Regions from separate parts of the Mus musculus genome. Here all the other regions are linked to region 1. A link is a contact called in public Hi-C data. All regions are on one chromosome and are shown on one strand. Each heading gives the region's core, a stretch centred on a gene start, on an enhancer-like site or on the middle of the called end of the contact. The rest is flanking DNA. Distances are from core to core; before and after follow the strand shown. Region 1 holds the start of Lrrn1 (leucine rich repeat protein 1, neuronal). Region 2 has its middle 97 kb from the start of Gm34933. Region 3 has its middle 110 kb from the start of Gm35017.

Region 1 (2,731 bases), core at 165-2,664:
GAATTTCTTTTTTTTTAAATTAGGTATTTTAGCTCATTTACATTTCCAATGCTATACCAAAAGTCCCCCATACCCACCCCCACTCCCTTACCCGCCCACTCCCCCTTTTTGGCCCTGGCGTTCCCCTGTTCTGGGGCATATAAAGTTTGTGTGTCCAATGGGCCTCTCTTTCCAGTGATGGCCGACTAGGCCATCTTTTGATACACATGCAGCTAGAGTCAAGAGCTCCGGGGTACTGGTTAGTTCATAATGTTGATCCACCTATAGGGTTGCAGATCCCTTTAGCTCCTTGGGTACTTTCTCTAGCTCCTCCATTGGGAGCCCCGTGATCCATCCATTAGCTGACTGTGGGCATCCACTTCTGTGTTTGCTAGGCCCCGGCATAGTCTTACAAGAGACAGCTACATCTGGGTCCTTTCGATAAAATCTTGCTAGTGTATGCAATAGTGTCAGCGTTTGGATGCTGATTATGGGGTGGATCCCTGGATAAGGCAGTCTCTACATGGTCCATCCTTTCACAAATTCCCCAGAATTTCTTGACTTGAGTATCCCGGGGAAATAAAATCAGGTTCTCTTTCTCAAAGTTGCTGATGCTCTCTCTCTCTCTCTCTCTCTCTCTCTCTCTCTCTCTTAAAGCTGATTCCCCCAATAGCACTTATCAAAGGCTTTTCCTGAACCTTGCTTTGGATTGTCACTTTGAAGTTGAGACCCTGGTTCAGGTCTAGTCTTCAACCACTTCCACCCTCCCTTCCACACTCTTGCCTGCCTCCCACCACCCTTGCCCTCACACCGCTCTGCAGTCTGCACTTTCAATCAATCCTCTGCTAATGTGAACACAAGTTTCACACCTAACCAAACAGACACTACACAGTTTCAAAGTTTCAGAATTGTTTCCAGAAAGCCTCCAGAATTTCACAGTGGCTTTGCCTCGCAATTAAGGGTCACAGAACTACCCTGGGTTCGGCAAGGGCATTAACCATTTCAGCTGCGGGTATGTATGTATGCACCACATAGCCAACTATCTCCAAAGGATGGGTCAGATCTCATACTTAAAACTCCATTGCAGTCCCATGGAGACTATGGCGTTCCTACAAGGGTTCTTCCCCTGTCCTTGCCTTCCTCTCCCAGTCACAGTCTTTCGTCCCTATTTTTTTAAAAAAGAAGAAAATGAAAAAAAGAAAAAAGGAGTGGCTCTCTGCTCCCTGCAGCGGCTGTAGTGGCATTGCAGCGATCTGGCAGGCCCAGGGTGGCGGGCCCGAGCTGCCCCTTTGTTGGGCGGGCTACAGATGGTGCCCCAGCGCGGGACTGCGCCTAGGCGGGCGTAGCGGGCGGGAGGGCGGGAGGGGGAGGCCGGGAAGGGGGTCGGGCGGGAGGGGAGGAGACCGCTAAGCAGCCAATCGGCGCGCAGCCCATCAGCTGACCGCTTTTGCTTACACCAGGTGCACGCCGGCTGCGGGGAGCACAAAGCGGGGCGCACGGAGGGCGCCGGCAGCAAGCCGTGAAGCCAGGCGAGGGCCGTGCGCCCCGGTTTGCAGCGCTTGTCGGGCGGGGACCGGGGCCCGCGGCGTCCTCCCAGACAGTGGCATCCTTGCCACCGCACTCCGAGGCGCCTCGGGCGCCTTCCTTGAGACCGATCCTTCGCTGCCCCGCCCTCTGCACCCCATTTCTTCTACCCTCTTTCCTATTCCCGCCTGTCTCTACCACGACCCCCAAGAACGCGATTTAGCCCAGCCCCGCGCAGCAGCTGTTGCTCCCGCGGCTGTCTCGCCTTGCATCTTGGTGCTCTGCTGGGGGTCCCCCAAGGAGCCAGTGCGCGCTGCGGGCTGGGTGGAGGCGCTGCTCTGCCGGTCCTCATCCTCCGGCTAGTGGCTGCTGCTGCCACCACCACCCGCTCCGTGCGCACCCCAACACCCCTGTCAGCCCAGCCTTAGGGTAAGTGCCCGGACCAACTGGGCCGCAGCAGGAGGTGTGGGAGGCAGCGGGAGGTGTGGGAGGCAGCAGGGAGGAAGTAGAGACAAACTTGGCAGCTTGGCGGACCCTACTGCGTTTGAGAAACCTCGGGATAAGATCTCAGGGCTAAGGGGAACAAGGGGGCGCGGTTTCTCGAGCAAGGAGGAAAAACGAAGTCGGGAAAGGAGAATCTACCGATCACCCTCTTGCCTTCAAAATGAAGCAGGGCGAGCGAGAGCAATAGTTGAGAAGAAAGGCCAGACAGAAATGGGCAAAAGGCAGTGACTGGAGCTGAGGCCCCAGGATCTCAGGGACCCATCAGAGGGGGAAAGAGAAGAGAAGGCTTGGTGCTGTGATCAGGGGAAAGAAGCTGGGGACCTGGGAAGAGAGCAGACAGAAGACCCAGGGAGTTGGAAATGGGGTCAAAAGGAAAGAAAGGTGGCAGGTTGTGGGGAGAGGAAAAGGTCTCGGCAGAGGCTACGATGCTAAGAATAAAGAGCAAGGAGTGTAATTAACAAAACACTGAGGATACTGAAGTCAGAGCATTGGGGAGAACATACTCAACTGTTATGTGGTCCAAGGAGGAGAAAACTGTTTTGAGCCTAGAAGGGGTAGCTCCCTTAAGGAGGCTTGCTACAGACGTGGAAATTTCAGGGAAGTCTTGATCTTTTCCAGGCATTCTGCTCTGGGGTCAGTGACTAGGAAAGTTTGCCAGCGAGTGTCCTTTGTGCTGCAAGGAGAGGGGTGTGGGCTGCTGCCTACTGATTCGGTGCTTCCTAGG
Region 2 (2,731 bases), core at 68-2,567, 240 kb before region 1:
TTCTTTAAGTGACTTATGAAAGTCCTTCTTGATGTCCTCTATCATCATCGTGAGAAATGTTTTTAAATCTGGGTCTAGATTTTCGGTTGTGTTGGGGTGCCCAGGACTAGGTGGGGTGGGAGTGCTGCGTTCTGATGATGGTGAGTGGTCTTGATTTCTGTTAGTAGGATTCTTACGTTTGCCTTTCGCCATCTGGTAATCTCTGAAGCTAGCTGTTTTAGTTGTCACTGTTAAGAGCTTGTTCTTCAGGTGACTCTGTTAGCCTCTATAAGCAGACCTGGAGGGTAGCACTCTCCTTAGTTTCAGTGGGCAGAGTATTCTCTGCAGGCAAGCTCTCTTCTTGCAGGGCAGGTACCCAGATATCTGGTGTTCGAACCAGACTCCTGGCAGAAGTTGTGTTCCACTCACCAGAGGTCTTAGAGTCCCGTGTGGGGTCCCATGTGGGCCCTTGCGGGTGTTGGGCAAGACTCTGCTGGCAAGGTAGCCCGGGGCTCGAGTCGAGCGGAAGGGACTTGTGCCCCAGATCAGGCCCGGGTAGCCTGCTTCCCTATGTACCGCAGTCTCAGGTTCCGTGCGAGTGGATTGGGGCAGGCGCTGTGTTCCACTCACCAGAGGTCTTAGGATCCCGTGGGGGGTCCCGTGTGGGCCCTTGCGGGTGTTGGGCAAGACTCTGCTGGCAAGGTAGCCCGGGGCTGGAGTCGAGCGGAAGGGCGAAATAATTTTTTTTTACACTTAAAAAAAGAAAGAGGTTAATTAAGTCAAGATTTTACAACAAAGTGAGCTAAGGCTGATATCCAGATTGCCGACTGCAGTCTAGCTGCCTAACCCTTGTATTTCAGATGAAATTGTAAGAGAAAAATGAGAGCAAATCGCTTCACCCCAAGTCTGCTGAGTGGTTAAAAAAGTTTTCCATGTGGCCAGGGTTCTTCCAGGAATCAAACAACCAAAGCAGCTTTTAGCTTCTGGGCAGCTTCTTCATTTCCCAATTATGTTATATTTACTATTACAAACAAAGGCTTAGGTAGTGTCTGAATATCTGAGAACAAACATGAAATTCTAACAAAAGACCTCACTGCTCTCAAAGTCAAACTACCTAGGAGGCTCTCCTGCTGTCCTGCCCCTTAAAGAGGATGGGTACTCTCACACTAAGTCAAGAAGCAGAACACTTGCCTTGGCATCAAAGCACATCAGAAAGCAGTTCCCACCCTCAGATCCTAGATCCTAAGAGTTCTCCAGTCACTATTCCTCTCTGAGGCAAAGGACCACACTGTAAGGAAGAATGCAGAGTCCCCATCTGCACATATGGCTGTGGTACAGTCTTTTTGGGAAGGAGTCCAGTTCTCTCTGGACTTTCTCCAAAGCATAAAACAGAGCACACTGAGCACGGTGCCCACTTTCTCTTGAAGATAATTTGCTAATGTTTGCCACACCTGGAGGTTCTCTTCTACGAAGCCACGGGTCTTTAAAAAAAAAATCAATGCTACTCACCTTCTTCAGACAGAGGCAAAGATCAAAATTTGAAAATGCAACAAAGCAACGTGTATTTTAGTTCCATTTCCAAGTTACAAAGAAAATAAACCTGGTAGTACGTATCTGCTTGAAGGATGTTGCCAGAGGTAGAGAAAAATTTGAGAATGTACCTGGGCCATTTTAGCATTCACTGTACAAGAATTTCTGAGTTGCCGAGAAAATAAATTTAATCATACTTATCTGCATGCAGAATGTTGGGATAATTAATGAAGGTTTTTTCCCTTTTTTCTGCAGTTATAGAAACTAAGGGAAGTTAATGTTCTATGTTTGACCTGCATTATATAAATTAATGAGCTTTCTTGTTTGGAATAAGCAATGAAGAGTTTGTCCTAGTTGGGAGGAGTCCAATATCCTGAAAAATGTTTTTCTGATACCTCCTTAATTCATTTTCATTTTGTCTGTTCCATGGTGTTGAAGATTAATTTTCTGAAAGGGTTGCTTTATACATTATTATAGGTTTCTTGAGTAATGTTTCTAGGTGAGCTTTCAAAAGAAGAAAAAAATAACTTTGATTATAGGAAGACAAATTGCATGTACACAGCCACAGCTTCTGCTGCTGAGAAGGCGTCACCCTGCAACTTAAGCTTGACCCTTTGTATGCTCATCATGGAAACTCTTAAAAACCATTTGGAACAGCACGTGCTGCTGACTTTCCATAGTATTAGTAACTGGGATAATGATAATTGAATGACTGAATGAATTTAAATTCCAAGCTTCACCGACTAATACAAATCATAATAGATAAGCCTCATTTCCTTAAAAAAAAATATCCCCTAATGGAAATAATCAGCAGATGAAAGAGCCAGCCTACGAAGCAGCAGATAAATCTTTGGCAACTATACATTTGATGGGTGATTAATAAATTAAGCAACCCAAAACAATCATGTCAATAGATGGACAAATGAATTGAAGAGAGAGCCTCAAAACAAGCAAAAATAGACAACAAAGGCATGAAACGATGGCTAATATCCTTAGCTATTAGGAAAATGCAAATAAAAACTCACCCAGATTCTGCACCACCCAAGTCAGAAAGACTACCACTAAGAAGAGAGTCAAATGGTTTCTGGGAAGAAATTATCCTTATATGTTGTAGATGAGAATGTATATTCATGCAGCTATGTAGGAAATTAGCATGGGGTTCCCCAAAATTAAAAATAGGGTTGTCATATGATTCAGCTAGAGGGTTCCTAGCTAGATGCCT
Region 3 (2,731 bases), core at 150-2,649, 180 kb after region 1:
ATGGTGCTTTCTTGTCATGACATTCTCACATGGTCAGACTTAAGTCTCTGCAAGTAAACCATTAATTTTGAGTAATTAAATTAGTAATTAAAACAAATTAGTAAGCAGAAAAAGTAAAAACTGAGAAGTGTTTTAACAAACCTCATACTACTGCAAAATATCACATATGCCCATATAAGCAATGCACACACAAAGTTCACGGTGCCTATAAGTTCACATTAAGAAAACATCCTCCGAACACATCTTCCTAATGCTGGGACTCTTTAATACAGTTCTTCATATTGTGGTGACTCCCCAACCATAAAATTATTTCATTGCTACTTTATAACTGTAAGTTTGCTATTGTCATGAATTGTAATGTGAACACCTAAAATGCAGGAGATCTGATATGCAGCCCCTGTGAAAGGCTCATTTGACCCCTAAAGGAGCTGTGACTCCAGGTTGACAGCGACAGACCTAACATTTATTGTGTAAGAACATTGTGTCTGTCAGCAAACTAGGCATTCTGGAGAAGAGTGAATTGGAGCCCTGGCGGAAAACATGCTCTAAGATGCTAGAAAGTAACTACACATTTGTACAGGCATTCCTCATAAGCATTACACAGGAGAGCACTTGGGGGGCTTTTTAGAACTACATATCCCATATTTATATCATCTGAATATATACAGTCTGAGGAGGGCAGAACATGTGGAAGGACTGTAAGAGCCAGGAGCAGTGGATATCTGCGGCAAAACAGTATTTTCTGTCCACAACAGCACAGTCGCACACATGAAACCCCAATAGGTGTACTGCGTGGAGAAGACCTGTGTGATCAAGAAAGAGCAAGCCAACCAAAACTTCACCATAGATGGGGGAGGAGCTTATGAAGTCTTTCCTCATTTGAGGAGCTAATTGGCAGTGGCTGGTCACTGGGAGAGAGAGAATAACTTTTCTTCAGAGATTTTGTCCCTAAGAGACTACACATCCTCCAGTAGATGGGCCAACACCCATGCACATATGGGCAGCATTAAATGACACAGCGGCTAGGAAATTAAAGAAGCAAAGCAGGGAGCACATAAAGTTGGGAGGGGAAACTAGGGGAGATAGAGGCGAGAATGGTGGGGCAGGGGTGGATTGAAGCCAAATATACTGTACGAATGTATGAGTATGGAATAAAATATTTACTAAAAAATTTCCTCTGGTGATTCTAAAACCCAAGCAATATGGAAAAGCAATGGAGGCCATTCCCTGCCCCCTTCTAAACACCAGGTCTTCTGGAATCTGGTAAGTGTAGAGCCTATTACCTCAGTGTAAATGATCTCACCAGAAGGCTAAAAATAAATGATCCCAGGCAACATGAGACTAATAGCAACCGAAGGCCCAAATGATCTCAGATAATATGCTGAAACTTAATAGCAGACACAAATCTCTTTGAAGATGTGAGTTGTTATTGTCCCAGGGTAGGTCATATTTCGCAAGCCAGGCAATTCCACCAGAAGTGCTTCCCAGTGCTGAACCAACACCTGTCTTTCTGGAACTTCCTTCTAGTATTTGAGCCCTACATTATTCACTCCCTGCCTCCTCTAAGGAGTGAATCCACAAAGCCTTAGGTATGTAGCCCCAAACCCAATTTGGTAAATCCAGACTAAGGCTGATCAAAATAACCAGGCTCATCCCCAGAAAGAGACATAAGGATTCATACTGCTTCCATCACGGTGGGGTTCAGTGGCTATCAGACCAGAGCAGCTGTGTGTCTATTGAGTTTCAACTTCTTCCTTAATCCAAAGATCCAAAGTCTAGTTCATTCAATCAGACATCTGTCTGGGCCTCCTGTTCTCTACTTTTGCTCCCAGAGGATATCAGCCCTGTTCACTGAGCACTGATACTGTTCAACAACTGCTATCTGTATATTATCTGTCAATTATGTCTAGATAGCCAGTCAGCTGTTGCTACCTGTACTGTATCATTGCCTGTACACTAAATTCTGTCCTCTGTGTGTTAATTTAATGCCTGGGCTAATTTTCATTTATTCTTGCATGTTCATGATGATATGTAAACCCAATATTTAGATCAATCACTGACTTTCAATTAGGATGTTACTGCCTCCATTTTTGAATTATAAATGATGTTTTTGGTTGCTGCAACAATAAGATCTACCTCGTCCCATACAGTTGCCCTACTTTTACTGGCATTTAGTGAATAGAGGCTATGATAAATTGACACTCCGCCACTAATGTACAAGCATTAATGGTACTGTGTTCCTCTGAACATTGCTGCAGGTGCAAACCCCTTTGTTAGTATATGGAGTCGGATGCCTACTTCGCTTACATATCACCTGAGGGTATGTTTTGCTGTGAATTCTAACATGTTGCAGATTTTCAGAATTTCCTCAAACCTATAAATCAGGAGGAGATTCTAGTTTTTAAAAAAATTGTCAAAATTTTTCACTCTCTTAAAAATCACTTCATTAATAATAAAACTACCTTCTTGGCATTTGAGTCACAAGTACAAAGTTCCTGTCTCTGTCTATACTTATGGTTTCTCCTCTTCACGCAGAGACAAGTACCTGACCACTTTACATCTTTCAATGTAACCAGCCCCAAGCTCTTACATATTGAAGCTCAGACTACATTCATTTTAAACTACATTTTCCAAAACTTTATATTAAAATTAGGACATTATGTTGACTTGCTTTTCCTATGAGATTATGAATATAGGTAGATATTGCTATCTGTCTTCAGGAATAAAGGGA

Evidence for each region. A called contact is a pair of places that touch in the nucleus more often than the background predicts.
Region 2: a Hi-C map of cerebellum shows a contact between it and region 1, with 2.2 times the contacts expected there. The contact joins the enhancer-like site here to the promoter of Lrrn1 in region 1. A contact is called at or near these places in 2 of 39 promoter capture datasets (embryonic stem cells and hippocampal neurons) and 2 of 484 Hi-C or Micro-C datasets (cerebellum and cortical neurons).
Region 3: a Hi-C map of myocytes shows a contact between it and region 1, with 3 times the contacts expected there. The contact joins the enhancer-like site here to the promoter of Lrrn1 in region 1. A contact is called at or near these places in 1 of 39 promoter capture datasets (hippocampal neurons), 10 of 484 Hi-C or Micro-C datasets (cerebellar granule neurons, cerebellum, cerebral cortex and 6 more) and 8 of 115 datasets of contacts at active chromatin or transcription factors (differentiating embryonic stem cells, embryonic forebrain, embryonic midbrain and 3 more).

What each region holds. Positions count from the first base shown.
Region 1 is chr6:107,528,312-107,531,042 of GRCm38.p6, forward strand. Lrrn1 (leucine rich repeat protein 1, neuronal) reads left to right here and starts at 1,415. Exons shown (of 2, transcript NM_008516.4): 1 at 1,415-1,932.
Region 2 is chr6:107,289,739-107,292,469 of GRCm38.p6, forward strand. No RefSeq gene overlaps it. Among named protein-coding and RNA genes, the nearest start is that of Gm34933, 97 kb to the left of the region's middle. Within about 2 kb of position 1,318, at least 6 of the 459 cell types and tissues checked have an H3K27ac peak or open chromatin away from gene starts, as enhancers often do. A contact at or near this core is called in cerebellum, where this site is marked.
Region 3 is chr6:107,707,007-107,709,737 of GRCm38.p6, forward strand. No RefSeq gene overlaps it. Among named protein-coding and RNA genes, the nearest start is that of Gm35017, 110 kb to the right of the region's middle. Within about 2 kb of position 1,400, at least 3 of the 459 cell types and tissues checked have an H3K27ac peak or open chromatin away from gene starts, as enhancers often do. A contact at or near this core is called in myocytes, where this site is marked.